Regions from separate parts of the Mus musculus genome. Here all the other regions are linked to region 2. A link is a contact called in public HiChIP or PLAC-seq data. All regions are on one chromosome and are shown on one strand. Each heading gives the region's core, a stretch centred on a gene start, on an enhancer-like site or on the middle of the called end of the contact. The rest is flanking DNA. Distances are from core to core; before and after follow the strand shown. Region 1 has its middle 9.6 kb from the start of Gm39240. Region 2 holds the start of Zfp821 (zinc finger protein 821). Region 3 has its middle 16 kb from the start of Nqo1.

Evidence for each region. HiChIP or PLAC-seq counts read pairs in DNA pulled down with a chosen protein or histone mark.
Region 1: an H3K27ac HiChIP or PLAC-seq map of thymic regulatory T cells shows a contact between it and region 2, with 14 times the contacts expected there. The contact joins the enhancer-like site here to the promoter of Zfp821 in region 2. A contact is called at or near these places in 2 of 39 promoter capture datasets (cranial neural crest and pre-B cells) and 4 of 115 datasets of contacts at active chromatin or transcription factors (astrocytes, embryonic forebrain, embryonic midbrain and 1 more).
Region 3: a contact with region 2 is called in an H3K27ac HiChIP or PLAC-seq map of cardiomyocytes, with 11 times the contacts expected there. The contact joins the enhancer-like site here to the promoter of Zfp821 in region 2. A contact is called at or near these places in 2 of 39 promoter capture datasets (hippocampal neurons and maxillary cranial neural crest) and 5 of 115 datasets of contacts at active chromatin or transcription factors (cardiomyocytes, embryonic hindbrain, large pre-B cells and 2 more).

The regions. Positions count from the first base shown.
Region 1 is chr8:107,113,187-107,115,886 of GRCm38.p6, forward strand. No RefSeq gene overlaps it. Among named protein-coding and RNA genes, the nearest start is that of Gm39240, 9.6 kb to the right of the region's middle. Within about 2 kb of position 1,360, at least 131 of the 459 cell types and tissues checked have an H3K27ac peak or open chromatin away from gene starts, as enhancers often do. A contact at or near this core is called in thymic regulatory T cells, where this site is marked.
Region 2 is chr8:109,704,175-109,706,874 of GRCm38.p6, forward strand. It overlaps Zfp821 (zinc finger protein 821), which reads left to right and starts at 1,372. Exons shown (of 9, transcript NM_001167946.2): 1 at 1,372-1,689; 2 at 2,183-2,245.
Region 3 is chr8:107,385,474-107,388,173 of GRCm38.p6, forward strand. No RefSeq gene overlaps it. Among named protein-coding and RNA genes, the nearest start is that of Nqo1, 16 kb to the right of the region's middle. Within about 2 kb of position 1,343, at least 21 of the 459 cell types and tissues checked have an H3K27ac peak or open chromatin away from gene starts, as enhancers often do. A contact at or near this core is called in cardiomyocytes, where this site is marked.

The sequences.
Region 1 (2,700 bases), core at 110-2,609, 2.6 Mb before region 2:
AAAGGCTCTCTCGATGGCCTGGAGCTCACTAACTGGGCCAGGCTGTGAGCAGCAAAAATCCACCTCTTTCTGCTTTCTCAGCACCTGGATTGCAGTCACACCCAGCTTTTTACAAGGGTTTTGGGGATCTAATTCAAGGCTTTGAATTTGCAAGGCGAGCACTTTACTAACTGTTGCCCTAGCAACAGTCTTTAAAAAAAAAAAAAAAAAAAGATGAGGCTGAGCGAGAGGCTGAAAGGGTAGCATGCCAGTGGTGTGTGTGGAGGTCAGAGGGCAACATTCAGGAGTCAGCTCTCTCCTTCCACCATGAGGTTTCAGGGATGGAAAGTCAGATCGGCAGGCTTGTGCGAAAGGTGCTTTTACCATCTGAACTGTCTCTCTCTCCCTCACCTACCCCATCCTCATGACTCAAGATGTGGCCATGCTTGGCCAGAAACTCAACATATTGTCAGGCTGAAGTCAGAGATCTGTCTGCCTCTGCCTCAAAGGAAAGGCTCAAAGTGGCCTTGCTTGTAGCCAAGGACAGTGTCAGAGTTCCTGATCCTCCTGTGTCAAGTCCTCATGGGTGGGATCACAGGCAGGCATCACCACATTGGTTTTCTGCGGTGGTGGTCTGGAACCCAAGCATTCAACCAGCGGTGCTACAGCCTCAGCCCCATGTGTAACCTTTTATCGAATCTAACTCTGATGTTTGAGAATGGCGAACAACAGGGCTCAGGTGCATTTTATTTTTCTATGAGTATCGGATTCATTGACCTTCTTTAAGAAAATCCCCTTCCGGGGCTAACAGACCCACGGCTCAGAGTTTAAGAACGCACACTGTTCTTGAACGGTGGGTTCAGTTCCCAGCATCCACACGGTGCCTCACAACTGCCAGCAAATCCAGTTTCAGACAATATGATACTTTCTGGTCTCCATGGATACCTGCACACATGTGATACATACCAACTCACTGTAAAAATCATAAACATAGAAAACCAAAAGCAAAACCCCTCATTTCTGAAGTGCTACTTTTGTTACGGATCAAGAGGCCCGGGTATAGGTCTGTTTCTAGGGCTACAGAAATTAGAAAGCTAATTGAGTATGTAAGAAAAAAAAAAAAAAAAGAAAGAAAGAAAAGTGAAGACCACGTGACTAAACAGCCCGTGGGCCTTTAACTCCCTGGGACCCCTGGACTGGTGGGAGATCAAACAGGAAAGCAGCTAGATATTCTGACCCAGGAAACCTCAGGCAGCAGTAGTAGTATTTTTTTTTTCCTTTTGTTGTTCGATTTCAAGTGTCGGGGAGTACAATGGAAAGAACATCCACTTGGGGCAGGAAATGCCAGGGAAAGAGCCCAGAGGACGTGACATTTGGGTGGGTCATGAGTGACGATGAAATCTGTCATCTCTTTTTATGACTGTAATCTGCTGTCTACCGTGCGTTTCCCACCCGCGTTTCATCTGCATTATGTCTTATCTGATTTAGAAGGGCCCACAGGGAACTGTATCCCGCCCCCTCCCAACCCCTCGCCCCAGAAGATCTGAGAGCTGGGGCTGGTTCTGGGTTTGTCAGACTCAGCTGTACTTCGTAAAGGCCTGGGCTGGGCCTTTAAATTTTTTTCTGTAACTGTAGTGCCACAGGATTCCTGAGTTTCACCCACACACAGGCTCCCTACCCGAGCCCCAGCTGGCTGCCAACACCCACACTAACCAACTAACCCCCAGCAACACCGCCTTGGCTGTGTCGAAATTCACACCACACCATACCTCCCCGGGTCTGGAAGAAAGGCACAGGGTCTTGGTGCTGTGCAGACACCCTGATAAGGCTCTGGTGAATAACCCGTGAGTAACAGGAAATCAGGAAACAGGAGCTGCCCCTGTAGCAAGAAACGGGAGGGTGGATGGCTGTTCGCACAGTGGTCTGTACACCGGCACCGTGGACGCGCCCTTCAGTGTCGAGATTCCAGTTTCCTTCCCTGACTGGGGGATGAGAATGGAGTTCACAGAAGGCAGCTGTGGATTTCCAGTGAAACTCCCTGGGACATTCTGATCTCGATGTCCCAGCAGGTTTGGAAATGGTAGTATTACTAAACACCTGGACCCATTCTTCATTAAAAAGATTAAATTAAGTCAGGTGTGGGAACCGGTGCCTGTAATGTTGGTACGTGGAGGATGTGGCGCGAGGATGGGTGAGTTTGAGGCAATCCAGAGCTACATAGGAAAACTTTCTAAAAAATGTGTGTGTGTTCACGTGCGCAAGAGTGTGTGCATTCCTGCATACACAGGCACTTACAGCTCACATTCACACACACAAAGAAAAGAAAGGACTATTAATGATAATTAGCAGAGGAAAGTGGAACAGATACAGGGAAGAGTTTCTTGTGCCTTTATATCTTTCCATGGTGTTAAAAATTTAGCCTCAGTGAGTTCAAGGCCAGCCTGGTCTACAGAGTGAGTTCCAGGATAGCCAGGGTTACACAGAAAAACCCTGTCTCAAAAAAAAAAAAAAAAAAAAAAAGCCTCAGAAATTGCTACTTTTTTATGGCTGGGGGTGGTGGTACATGTCTTTAATCCCAGATTTCGGCAGATCTCTTTGAGTTCAAGGCCAGCCTGGTCTACAGAGTGAGTAAGGGTTACACGGAGAAACCCTGTATCAAACAAAACAAAACAAACAAACAAAAAACCAAACAAGCAAAAAGGAAGAAAAAAGAAAGAAAAG
Region 2 (2,700 bases), core at 122-2,621:
TTCTCACCAATTTTCCAATTGTGATCTTTCCAAGTCCCTGACCATCCAGCCAATCCATTGGCTACAGCCCATGAGTCAGTAAATAATTGTACATCTGGCCATTTCTTCTTGCAAACAAACTGTAATACCATGTGTACTGCCCGGAGTTCTGCCCACTGTGAAGATTTCCCTTCACCTGTGTCTTTCAAGGTTGTCCCAGAAAGGGGTTGTAATGCTGCAGCTGTCCACTTCTGGGTGGTGCCTGCATAACGTGCAGAGCCATCAGTAAACCAGGCTCTAGTCTTCTCCTCTTCGGTCAGTTGAAACAACAAAACAAAAAACAACAACAAAAAGCAAACAAGCAAGAACAATTTACCTACAGCATTGTCAAGGACCACCATTCTTCAATTCCACCGTTCTAGCACATTCTGCAAGACACAGGCAATGGCATCTCGTTGGAGATTTCAGGAAGGAAGAATTTGTAAGAATGCTTTATGCAAACACTTCGACTAGTCATTTTATCAGCAAGAGTCAGCACTCTTGTTTGTTCTGCCTCGTGAAGCCGCAAATCATAAGAGAACTTGCACAGGGCTTTCAGAGATTGTTTTACATGACTAGCACAACTCTTGAGAGAAGAGGGCCAGAACAGGGAAGTGACTTGCCCAAAAGCGAACAGACTGGTCGGTGGCAAAGCTGGGGCTGAAAGTTGGGCCTTCTAAAACAGGGCTCCTCTTTTTACTTCTCTACGGAGAGACTTCAGGGGTAGGTATGGGTTTTCCGCCCAAATAAGGGGAAAGAAGGGAGAGCAACGGAGAAATAATGACGCGGACAGTAACAGGAGTCGCGTTAGAACGGAGTTGAACCACGTTCAGCCTTTCCAAACACCCTTAGATAGCAACAAGGACCACAAGCTACCTAGGTCCTGTGTCTGTGACCACCTGATAGCTTAGTCCCTCCCACAGAAGCTGTGGGCCCTCTTTCTTTACTTTAAATGCCTCGAGAGTTGAAGAAGCCTTGGGACAAGTGGGAGTGAAGAGGGTTTGTGACTACGGGATGGTTGGCCCAGGTTCGGCTACGGAGGGGGAAGCCTGCGGCGGAGCTGTGGTTGGGGGATGTGGGTTCTGTGGCTGAACTCGACTTTGGGAGAGGAAACCAGCCGGGGAGATGACAGCTGAGTGGAGTTCACCCGCTCTAAAGGTGCGCGGAAACGTCAGGACACCTCCGAAAGCTCTTTAGATGCTCAGCTCCGCGTCGCCAGGACCAGATCGCGGGCGGGGCCCCTCTGGAACGCCCGCGATTGGATGCTCCCTAAGCCCCGCCTTCCCGGACCCTTTTCCCCCGAGGCCCCGCCCACAGCGCCAGGCGCGCGCCTCGGGAGCCGGGAGGGGTCGGGGCGGCGGCGGGAGGAGAGGTGAGGCTCCGGCACGCGCCCCACTCGCTGCGAGAGCGCGAACCGCGCGCTCCCGTCGTCCGCGTCGCCATCTTTTTTTTTTCCCCCCTCCGTCCGTCTGTCTGCCGTTGGCTTTGTCTGTCCGCCGCGCCGCCCCTCGCCTCCCCGCCGCCAGCCCGGCCCGCAGCCACCCTCTGCCCACCGGGGCCGGGTCCCAGAGAGCCCGGGCCCGGCCGGCTGGAGCTGCGGCCGGGGCCCATTGTCCCGCGGTCTGTCCGTCCGGAGGCGGAGCCCAGGGACGCGGAGCGCCGAGGCTGCGGGTAAAGCGCCCCCGCGCCGGGAGTCGGCAACCCGCGTAGCTCCCGACTGCCCGCGCCGCCGCCCGCCTTTTGTTTGCTCGCTCCTGGGGAGGGGCGGGCTGGGTGCTGCGGCGGCGGCCGGGTGCGGGCCTCGCGGGCCGGCGTCTGACAGGCTGGGGTGGAGCTGGGGGAGGGGAGGATGGGCGTGGGAGAGCGGACGGGGCGGGGGGCCCCTGCCGTCCTGGAGCGGGCGGGCGGGCGGGCGGGCTGGCCCAGGAGCTACTAAATTTAGATTTCGGAGGAGGCTAAGTGGTCGTCTGTGGGTTGGTCAGAAACGCGTAGGGAGACCTCTGGCTCCAGTCTAATTACCTGGGATTTACCTCTGCCCCTGTTGGGAAAAGCCAGAGAGACACCCTCTCAACTGATGGCACACCCCAGCTCCAGCGCCGACCCGAGAGGACCCGGGCACAGTGAAATGGCTGTATGATTGTCTTTCTCTTCTCCCTTTTGGCAGCTTCACATCACTCGGATTCGGGCGACTTTACTTTGCTTCGTGGGAACCTCATCAGAGCTGGAGGTGGGAGTGCACCCTCTTTTCTTTAAGGCTGGAAAAGGGCGCGCGCACACACACACGCACATCTGTAGTGTGTGTGCCCTGGAAGCTGCATCCTAACACCTGTGAGAGCAGAGGCAGGATGAGGGGGTGGGGGCCAGTGCATCCTTCCCAAGGACTCTTGACTGTGGCTCTATAGATGACAAAAACAAAAACCCCTACTCCCTTTAAAAGTCGCATCCCTTGTAGGTCGATCCTCAGTTTCCCGTTCTTCCCAGGTTCCTCCCTGAGCAGAAGATACTCAGGCGGCTCGCTATCCAATTACATTCCGAGCTTAAGTTTCACAATTGGGCAGCGCTGAAAGCAAAAGGGACCAAGTGACCTTTTGTACTTATGGGGTCTTGTTTTAAGAGGGTTACAACCTATAAAACTAACCTCAGATATTGTGCAGTTTGGGTCAGGAGTGGCCTCCCCGTGCC
Region 3 (2,700 bases), core at 93-2,592, 2.3 Mb before region 2:
TCAGGCATCTATTGCTCACATTCTCACTGTGTGCTATAATTCCTACACCACTTTCTTTCCTAGTGCTCTTAAAACATCTCCTTACATTATTTATCTGTGTGTTTGCACGTGTGTGTGTGTGTGTGTGTGTGTGTGTGTGTGTGTGTGTGTGTGTGCATTCTCTCAAGCACATACGCCATGGCACATGTGTGGTCAGAACATAGCTTTCAGGAGTCATTCCCCTCCTCTCACCACGTAGGTACCAGGGATAGGTGCTTCAATATGAAGCAGCCCTACTGGGCTAGCTCAGGCTACCTACTCCTGGTCATCATTTGTTACTGAATCTCTAAAGTGGTCTCCCAGGAGATTCTCCTTTAGCCTGTGTGGCATCTGAAATTGGCTAAAACTCAAGTGATTGGGCACACCTGTGAGGGATTTTTTTAATTAAAAAAAATTAAATCATTTAAAATGGGAAGACCCACTTTTAATCCAGATCTTTTGAGGTGGGAATCTAGGCCACACCTTCTGCTGGCAGTCTATATAAAGGACACAGAAGAAGGAAGGTTGCTCTCTCTACCTAACGACCTTCACTGTCACTGGCAAATCCATTCCTCCACTGGCAAGATAGCCTACTTCTTTGGAATGCTGAGACCCTGTGAGAGCCAACATTACATTTTAATTTACTGTTCCTAAGAGATCCATGAAACAAAAATGCGTCTAACCTGTAAGCCTTTTACTCAGGAACAGACATTTCCTGCAATGCTGGACGCTGTTGTTTCTGAGAGATAACAAGCCACGTGTTTTCACTCCCCTAAACAAGTGAGCTTGATCACACGTAATGGAAAATACCATGCCATTATGGGGTTGTCGTCTTAAGCCTCTGCCAAGTGTGACTCGTGGCCATTTCATGGAAACCCTGGAATAGACCTGGCCAGAGTCCATCCTCCTTGTCAGTATTTAATTAAAGCTTGCTTCAAATTTGGCTGGAAGATTGTGGCAGAGGTCTTATTCTCAACCCATGGGACTAACAACATCTAATGTCATGGACAAAAATTCAACTGGATTCTTGGATCATCTGTTGGAAGATAGTTATTGTTGGAGAACTGGACCACAGCCTATAAATCAATCTAATATATCCCCTTTCTATCTATCTATCTATCTATCTATCTATCCACCCATCCATCCATCTAGATTCATTCTATAAGTTCTGCTCCTGTAGATAACCCTGACTTAATCTGCCTGGTGCCAGAAATGAGTTGATTTGCTAAAATGAATTCCAAAGCATCCAGTATTGTCAGGTCTACAAATTTTCTGGCCACCTAGTTTTGTATACTTCCCATTTGCCACAAGAGGGCGCACTATTGTCATCTTTAACTTCACTCAGGGTAGAAAGAGATATACTTCAAGGTTTATTTGTTTCTCATGTAGCCCAAGATGGTCTCAAACTCACTACGTAGCTCAGGGTGACCTTAAATTTCTGACCTTCCTGCCTTCCATCTCCTGAGTGATGGGATGATAGCCATGTGCCACCAACATGCCTCGAGTGCATTTGAGATTTAAATTGAGTGGCTAGAGAGAGGTGGCTCAACATAAAAGCCCTTGCTGTCCTAGCAGGACAGTCCAAGTGGAGTTCAGTTCTGAGCACTTACAACAGGGGCTTATAATTGCCTGTAACTCCAGCCAGGAGATGTGATTCTACCTTCTAGTCTCCACAGGCGCGCCATGCTCACGTATGCATACACACCTAAATAAAATGCAATTTTATGCCAAAATCAGGAACTGAGAGAGTAGTTCAACAGTAGGGTACTTGGTTCACAGTTGTAAGACTATCCGTTAGACACCAACATGCACACACACATGCACACACACACATTTAAAATTATTTACTATAAATAATAAGGCCAGCCAGACATGGTGGCGCATGCCTTTAATCCCAGCACTCAGGAGGCAGAGGCAGGCAGATTTCTGAGTTTGAGGCCAACCTGGTCTACGAAGTGAGTTCCAGGACTGCCAGGACTATACAGAGAAACCCTGTCTTGAAAAACCAAAATAATAATAATAATTAATAATAATAATAATAATAAGGCCTACATGATATCCACACATTTCCTTAAATGGAATGTAATTATCAGGACTGGAAAGATGGTTTCATAGCTAGGAGCAGTTGCTGCTCTTTGCAGAGGACCTGAGTTTGGCTCCCCAGCATCCACTTCGAGTGGCTCACAGCCACATGTAACTCCAGCTTTGGGTGCTAGAAGGTGCTCTTCTGGAGTCTGTGGGCACTTGTACACACATATTCACAAACCCTCAGGCATGCGCGTGTGTGCGCGCTCACACACACACACAATTAAAAAATAAAACTGATCAACTGATCTTTAAAAATAAAAAAGGAATGTCATTGATTTCACAATATTGCAGACAAACCTTCCAGACATTTGTATATGTCAAGTTGTTTTTCTTTGGTAGAAGGCTACCGGTTTTCATTGTGGCACTTAGGATTATTTTTATATGTACACCGCTTTATTATTTATTTATTTATATCTACTTATTTATTTATTTATTTATTTATATTTACTTATCTATGCATGCAGTGGCTGCAGGAGCCAGAAGAGGGCACTGGATCCCTCGGAACTGGGGTTAGAAAAGAGGTTGGCCTTTCTGAAGGTTTTCTGCAAGAGCCAACAAGTGCACTTGGCTGCTGAGCCATCTCCAGGTCAGTAA